Regions from separate parts of the Oryctolagus cuniculus genome. Here region 1 is linked to region 2. The links are chromatin contacts, called in public Micro-C maps. All regions are on one chromosome and are shown on one strand. The core of a region is the stretch at or near the end of the contact, and the rest is flanking DNA. Distances in the headings are between cores, read along the strand shown.

Region 1 (3,415 bases), core at 715-3,214, 510 kb after region 2:
GTGGCAAGGCAGATACTTCCCACTAGAGTGGAGGGGGAGGGGCTGGATTTCTCAAAACCCAGTCAAACTCTATTCTGCATTATACCCAGAGAATCTATCTCTTCCCCCAATCTAGAATGTACAGATTATTTTTTAGAGTGGGCTAAGGTACTGGGAAATAATAATAGCCATACTTGTCTCACCACATGTGAGAAATTCTTCAAGGCCCTTTACTGTTCGTTTCATTCTCCCAGCGCTATGAGTCCTAGGTAGTATCCTCAACCTCACTCTCTACAAACCACCTATCTAGTTCATAGATAGCGAGCTGGACTCACGACCCGGCCGCCTGGTCCCAGGGTCTAGGCTATCAACACTACACGGCATTGCTGGTGAGTGGAGGGCTGGCTGGCATTGCAAGGATTTCAGCCCCGTGATTTGGGCTTGAGTTCTAGCACAGCTGATGGCAGAATTGGCCGTGTCATCAGTAGCAAGAGCAGTGCCACACCTGTTCCTGCTGCTGTAGTGGCAGAATATTCCAGAAGAAAGATCCTGCCCCGAGAGCAGCTACTGAGGCTTGCCTGATTCTCCCAGCGTCTCAGACTGGGAGTTCAGTTTTTTCTCTTTTCTGGCCCTTGGTGCTCCTGCCTCAAAGATAAACCTAGTAACAAGAGCCTCTTTCATCTATGTTGTTTGCCCATTTACAGAGCCATTTCTCACAATTTCCTCCTGTGATGTCAGCCTCGCCGCGGTTCTGTCGGGTGCAGTTGGATCTTTCCTGCAGCTCAGAAACCCGCAAGACCACACAAGGGGCCAAAAAGGGCTAGACACAGCACCTGGCCTGATTCCAGTCTGATGTGGTTTTCAACACTGTCCCCATCCTGTGTGCTGCAGTCTCAGGGGGAGATCAAAGCCCTCTCCTTGTGCTTTAGAGCAAGTCCCTGTGAAGTGGCCCAACCAGCCACCCACACGGGCTGGAGCCCACCTGCCCGTGCTGCCCACACTGTGTTTTGTGCTCAAATCTGCTTGCCGTGGAAGACCCTCCGCCGCAGTGAAGGAAGGTATCGGAACTGCGCAGGTGTGAGCACGCAGGCGGGGGCCTGAGCCCTCAGTGGGCTCCCGTTACATTCTGTAGGTCCACGCTGCAGGCAGGGGAGGGGAGTGTGCTGAAAATGCGCAGGGCCTGGGCTTCCGTGCCTCTTGAGAGGACAAGTGTGGCTTCTTCTTAAATAAATGAGCCAGACCGGCTGATAACGAGCACAGTGGAATCCCCTGACCCCGTTCCACTGCCATTTCCTTGGGGGTGGGATGCTGGCCTACTTGTCTGCTATAATTAATAGCCCAAGAGAGTTTGGCTTAGCCGGGGGCTGGGCCCTGGACCCCCCAGTCAGCACTACAGAACAGCCTGGGCAGGCTCCCCTTCTCTGCACCTGTGACCTGGAAGTTGGCTCTCAGATAGCACGACTGGCTGGCAGCTGGGGAGATATCCCTGAAAAAGCTACGGACGCCCACTCCCACCAGGTGGAATGAAGGAATGAGAGAGGAAGAGAGAGAAGCCCGAAGGAAAAACAAAAGCAAAGCTGGAGGTAGAAGGAAGACACCCACCCCTTTTCTGAGAGGCCCATCAGCTGCAGTTCACCAGCACAGCACAGCAGACGTGTAAGGGCAGGTTAGTAGCCCTAAAATAAAGCTGGAGCCAGTAATAACAGGGCCAGAGAGTGACAGCCGGAAAGGCAGTCGGGGCAGCGCCACGCCATTAGACTGCAATTACTCCCCTTGCCAGGCTGGTCCTGGCTCCAGGGGTGCGAGCGCAGCTCCTGCTGGGGAAACGGGCCCTGCAGAATTGGGAAGGCTTTGCCATCAAATTCAGCATTATCTCTTTGGAATTCTGGAGGCTGGGCTGGAAGCCACTTGTCTGATCATCAGGCGCAGCTGGCAAGGTCTTGGTGCAGGCGGGGACGCGGGCCAAGGAGGGGGAGCAGCGTGTGTGTGTGTGTGTGTGTGTGTATGTGTGTGTGTCGCAGCAGCAGAGGCTGTGGCTTTGCGTGGCAGCTGTGAGCTGGGTTGCTGGCGGCTGGGGCGGTCTCCTGACTTGCAGCACTGCTTGTCTGTCCTTCTCTTAGTGGGTTTGATATGCATTTCTTTGGGAGGGGGGCAAACGTAGTTTAAAAGTATCTGAGCTTGTTAACAGCAGCCAGTCCCTATAGCCATGGGCCCCCACTTCACCCCCACCCCCGGCCCGCAGCAGAAGTGTGTCAGCTTTGATTTCACCAGTTTGTACTTCTGTGGAAAACATTTCAGAAGCACTTTCCTAATCTTTCCCACTAAAAATCAACCTCCCCTGCCGTTCTGTGCAGGAAGGGCTGACCCACATTCTCCAGATGCGCTCCCTCCTCCTCCTCTGCCCCTGCCAGCTTCAGGCAGGTTGCTGCCGTGGACGGTGTCCCGCGATGGTAAGCACGTGGTTTCAAATGACCATGCAGTACCTGTGCTTAGAAAAACAAATGGGTCCAGCCAAAGTCCCAGTGGCCCCTGAGGACACACTCCAGTTCTCTGTCCCTGCTGCCTGGGCTTTGTTCTGACTCTCCTCCCAGTCAGACTGCTACACCCCTCCGTCCCTGTGACTAGTTTAGCCTTATTAAAATGCCCTGCAGCCAACTAGCCGTGAAACGTGCAGATGGACCTTTAGGTTCAGAGCGTCGCTCCGGAGTCAGAACCTATGAGATTTGAAGAAGTCACTTAGTGTGTATGTGTCCATAGAGGAAAGTTGTTTTAACCTCTATGCCTCTGTTTTCCCACCTGCAAAATGGGATAGTGGCAACACCTGCCTGTATAGGACTTTGCCAGAATTAAATGAAATAACAAATGTGAAATGTATAGCATGGTGCCCGCTGTGGACAAACAGTGTGGTTTAGCGAAAGCTTTGCTAGCATCATCATTTCCTTGTGTTCTCTGAAAAAACAACTGATTTTAACACAGATTTGTTCATATGAGGAGATCTAGTTGCTCGAGGGAACAGTGAGAAGGAAGTCACACGAGGCAAAAGCCAGACTGGACGCTGTCATCCCCGAGCCTCGGTCAGCCCCTCCCCTGACCCCTCTGCACGGTCCTGTCCTAAACTGGAACTGGGGCAGGAGAGAGACCTGAGGCCACAAAACTCCTGCCGGAGGGGCTTGGGTGCTCCTCGCCGGGATGCAGCTTGGCACTGGGAGGCTGATCAAGGGCTGGTGAGGGAATGGTGAGGGACCAGAAGACCCCCTCCCCCAGCCCTGCTGGCCTCCCGAGGGCCATGTGGAGCCTGGGGCGCAGTGAATGCCTGAAGGAAGCTGGTGTTGAAAACATCCAACTCTGCCTTCCAAGGAGGACTCCAAGGGCCGTGCAACTGACTCCCGCTGCTGGGAGGCCCTGCGGGTCAGCACGTCCCCGGGGCAGGGGGCAG
Region 2 (3,879 bases), core at 772-3,271:
TTAATACATATTTCAGAACTATCCGAAAGTCTTTTATGGAAGTTAAGAAATTATTAAACACCAACTTTTTCTTTTAAACTATCCGTCTTAACGTTTTGTAATTATTTCCGTGGTTCTCTAACTAAAAGTATAATTTTTCGGAAAGTTGAGAATTATAATCTAGCGTTCAACATTCAAACCCCCCAGTCCCGCTTCCTTCCAGCCAATCAGGGGGTAAAAGTCCGGTGTTTTGGGAGCTCCGTTAGACACAATTCGAAAAACTTCATTTTGCGCTCTCCTGGTCTTCTCCCGGAAAGATTCTAAGTGAGGGCGGGTCCCCCAGTCTTCAAAAGAAATAAGAAATCAATCGATCCTTCCACCCTATCGGGGCGGGGGCGGGGGGTCCTGCAGGCAGGCAGTCCTAAAGCGTGTGTCTCTGCGGTTCCAAGGAAGCGCTATTCCTCTTTGCGAACAATTGAACAGCTACTGCTAAAACCATCTCTCCAAGATTTGCAGCCAACGCCGCTCACCCCACACGCAAATCATCCCAGTAAAGGGTTAATCTAGCGATGCCTTCAGCGCAGAAAAGGATCCAAGATCTAAAAGATCTTTAATGCGCGATTTTTACAAAGGCCATTATCCATATTGTGATACCTGAAGTTAAAACCGTCGTTGGCTTATATCGTTCAAGAGTTATCGAGTAAGATTTGATAGAATCCACCAGCTAAGGGGCCAAAAAAAAAAAAATTCACCAAAGGAGAAGACAAATAACATCCCTCTTCCCTCCGCCCCAGCGTCAAGAGTGTTCCCAAGAAAAGGTGGGGATTGCAAAATTACCGTTAAGTTGTCCGGGTACAGACTTTTCGGGAGGAAAACATCAAAACAGTTTCACAGGTCGCTTTTTCCCCTTGCAAATGTCTCAAAGACTGGAGAAGGAAAAAGTCTTCTAAGAAAACTGCGACTCCGAGAAGGAAACAGCGAGCTTGAAGCCCCATCTTTCATCTCACCACGGACACCCCTCCCCCCGCCCCCGGGAAAGGACAACGCCGAGAGAGCAAATGACAAAAATCCCGAGCAAGTCGCCTAAGTCCAACATTCTTGCCAAAAGCCCGCGACAACCTCAACCGCCGGCCCCCGCCCCATCTCGCCCGGCAGCGAAGCGCCCGGCGCCGGCAGCCCGACCCCTACCTAAAAAGACCGCACCGGGACGGAAGCGCGCAGGGGGAGGGCGGCGAAGGCAGCGAAACTCTCCGGCCCCGGGCACCTCAAGCTTTAGCGTCAGGAGACGGCCATCTAAACGTCCGAGTGCCGCCGGGCCGGGGCACTGTCGGTCGCGACAGACCGCAGACACCCAGGACTCTGGGTCCTGAATTTTCCGTCGACCTTAAGTTTCTTGTCAAGAGAAGGCGGCCATCAGCGGGCCGGGAAAACTGCGAGAAAAGGCGACTCGGTTCGGGACGTGGGGGGAGGGCGCGCGTCCCCTCCCTCCTGTCAGGCGGTGACGGCGGCCGAGACCCCGCCGCGCCCAGCCCCCGGCCCGGGCGGGGGGTCCTGCTGACAGATCCGCTGGGCGGCGGCCGCCCCGCCGCAGCGCGTCCGCGTCCCGCTCAAACTGCAGCTCCCCTCCCCCCCACAGCCCCGTCGCTCGGCGCTCGCGCCACTTTCCGCCCGCCGCCGCCCACTCGAGGACGCCCACGTTGCCCCCAACCCTCTCTCCTGGGATTTTCTGCGAGTCAAGTGACGGCGGACTCGGCGCCCACTCCTGGCACCCCCCACCGCCTGCCGGTCCCACCGCTGCCACCTCCCGCGTCCCGTCCTGCTACTTCTTCAAGCTCTTACCGACTGCGCCAACCTTGGCGAAGCACCATGGACTGCCCTTTGCTCCAAGTAATTTTTGGTGATTTTTTAGCGATTTTTTGGCGGAGTCCTAATGGCGCTATACTCTCGGACAGGTTGTCCCGTCCCTCCCGCTAGATTGATGAGATCAGGCATCACTCGAAAATGGCGCCGAAAGCGCTGAGGCTCCTCATTCAAATTCGTTAGAGCCAACCCCGCCGCCCCGGGGCATGCCGGGAACGCGGGCTGCCTCCACAGCTGTCAATACCGCCTCTAAACCCCCCCCTACGGGCCCGACAGTTTTGCGCATGCGCACACCTTTACCCTCCCCAACCCCTTGCCTTGCGCATGCGTAGAATCACGGTTGTGCGTCGCTCTCCCTTTTCCGCGGTCGCAGTTCTCGCACCTCTTTGCTTGCGCCTGCGTGCAGCGAGTTTGCACGGCCGCGGAGGCAGAGAGTGAACGTTCAGGCAGTGGGCGTGTCAAGCCACAGATACCTGTCTGGGGACAGGCATTTAGTCCACTCTTCGAGGTAAACCAAGAAGAGTCTAGCTTAGGCAAAACGAAAAACCCCTTAACAGCCAGTGTCTAAACTCCAGATCCCGGGACGCCTCTCTGCGGCCCTGCGTACGGACCCAGGTGTACCCCCAAACAACCCCGCCAGCGTGTACGGCTCTGGTATTACGCCTACGCCCCTCCCAGAGCTATCGCACTGAAGCCGCACAATACGCTGACGAGGTAGGAAGTCTTGTTATTCTCGGTTTGAGGATCTGGAAACCAAGACTGAGATACAAATGGTTCCCCCCAAGGCACCCAGGTACAAAGCGCGTGGGTGAACCCACGTCTGTCAGACCATGGAGCCCGGCTCCTAGCGCGCCTACAGGCGCCGACCCGCACGGGCGGGAGGCGTGGTCCCCCGCCCCTCGGTGTGCGCGTGCCCGAGCGCGCGCCCCCGCCCGGCCGCCGCGCCCGCTTCCCTGGCCCGGCTGCCTGCTGGCGAAGGCGCCTTCCTTGAATCCAGCTTCTCTTAGGGTCGTCCTTAAAGTTTCTGCTGAGTTCTGGAGATAGGAATGGGCGGTGTTTGGTGTCGTGTAGGGTGATTTAAAAAAAATTTTTTTTTAGTGGCAGGGTAAGTGAGCTGAATTCAGCAAAGACGAGCTTGCGTCGTGCGACGCGTTCATAAAGCGGTAACCTCTATGGTGCCTCGGCTGTGTGCTGGGTTAATCACGTGTATTGATCACAGCAGCCCTGAGAAGTTGGTGTGTCATTGTACAAATGAGAGACAACTGAGGCTCAGATTAAGCCACCTGCCCCAAAGTCTTAGCATTGGTAAAGTAGAAGCACAAGACCTAGGGAAACCTGTTTATGATAAAATTGTCACTTTCCCTTAAAAATCGAATGATTCACTTGCTTTGAAGACGTATCCTACCTGCTACTAGGCTAGTTAAGATGAAATTTAAAAAAGAGAGCTGCTCTTGCTCCTAAGTGATCACATTTAAAGATTACTTTTGACTGGTTGTTTTTTACTTAATCCTAAATTATAATGGATTTTTAAAAGACTCCAACAGTTTAAACTCTGATGTATTGTTATGTTTATTCCAGTTTTCATCACAACACAACCCGTGGTGAACCATAACTGGTGGAGTATAAAAAAATCAAACAGTGGATATGCAAGTGACTGAAGTGCTAAGAAAGAAAATGGGAGAAGGCTGGCATGGTTTGCATTATTAAAGTGCATTTGGAAAGGGATTTTACCAATTTGAGATAATCAAAGAAAACAACCTGGTAAAGTAGTGTATTTGTCTTAAATATCTGTGGTACTTTTGTGCACTGTTTAGATGGCTGGACTCCAGCCCAAACTGCCTAGGTTTGAATCCCATCTCTGCTACTTACTGTGTCATCTCAGGTGAGTCATTTTATCTGTCTGACCTTTTGTAAAAATGAACAATATTAATGCCTTATTGGACTATTATAAGGATGTAGATTAGCTTAATACACTAACGGCATTTGAACTGTGCTTGACATACTGATAAATATTAGCTATTACTGATATTTTCAAGTGGC

Evidence for each region. Hi-C and Micro-C count contacts between places; a contact is called where the count stands out from the background.
Region 1: a contact with region 2 is called in a Micro-C map of ear pinna, with 3 times the contacts expected there. The contact joins two enhancer-like sites. A contact is called at or near these places in 2 of 6 Hi-C or Micro-C datasets (ear pinna and embryonic fibroblasts).

The regions. Positions count from the first base shown.
Region 1 is chr9:69,845,932-69,849,346 of mOryCun1.1, forward strand. No RefSeq gene overlaps it. Among named protein-coding and RNA genes, the nearest start is that of DLEU7, 320 kb to the right of the region's middle. Within about 2 kb of position 1,965, at least 2 of the 8 cell types and tissues checked have an H3K27ac peak or open chromatin away from gene starts, as enhancers often do. A contact at or near this core is called in ear pinna, where this site is marked.
Region 2 is chr9:69,331,395-69,335,273 of mOryCun1.1, forward strand. No RefSeq gene overlaps it. Among named protein-coding and RNA genes, the nearest start is that of MIR15A, 26 kb to the left of the region's middle. Within about 2 kb of position 2,022, at least 7 of the 8 cell types and tissues checked have an H3K27ac peak or open chromatin away from gene starts, as enhancers often do. A contact at or near this core is called in ear pinna, where this site is marked.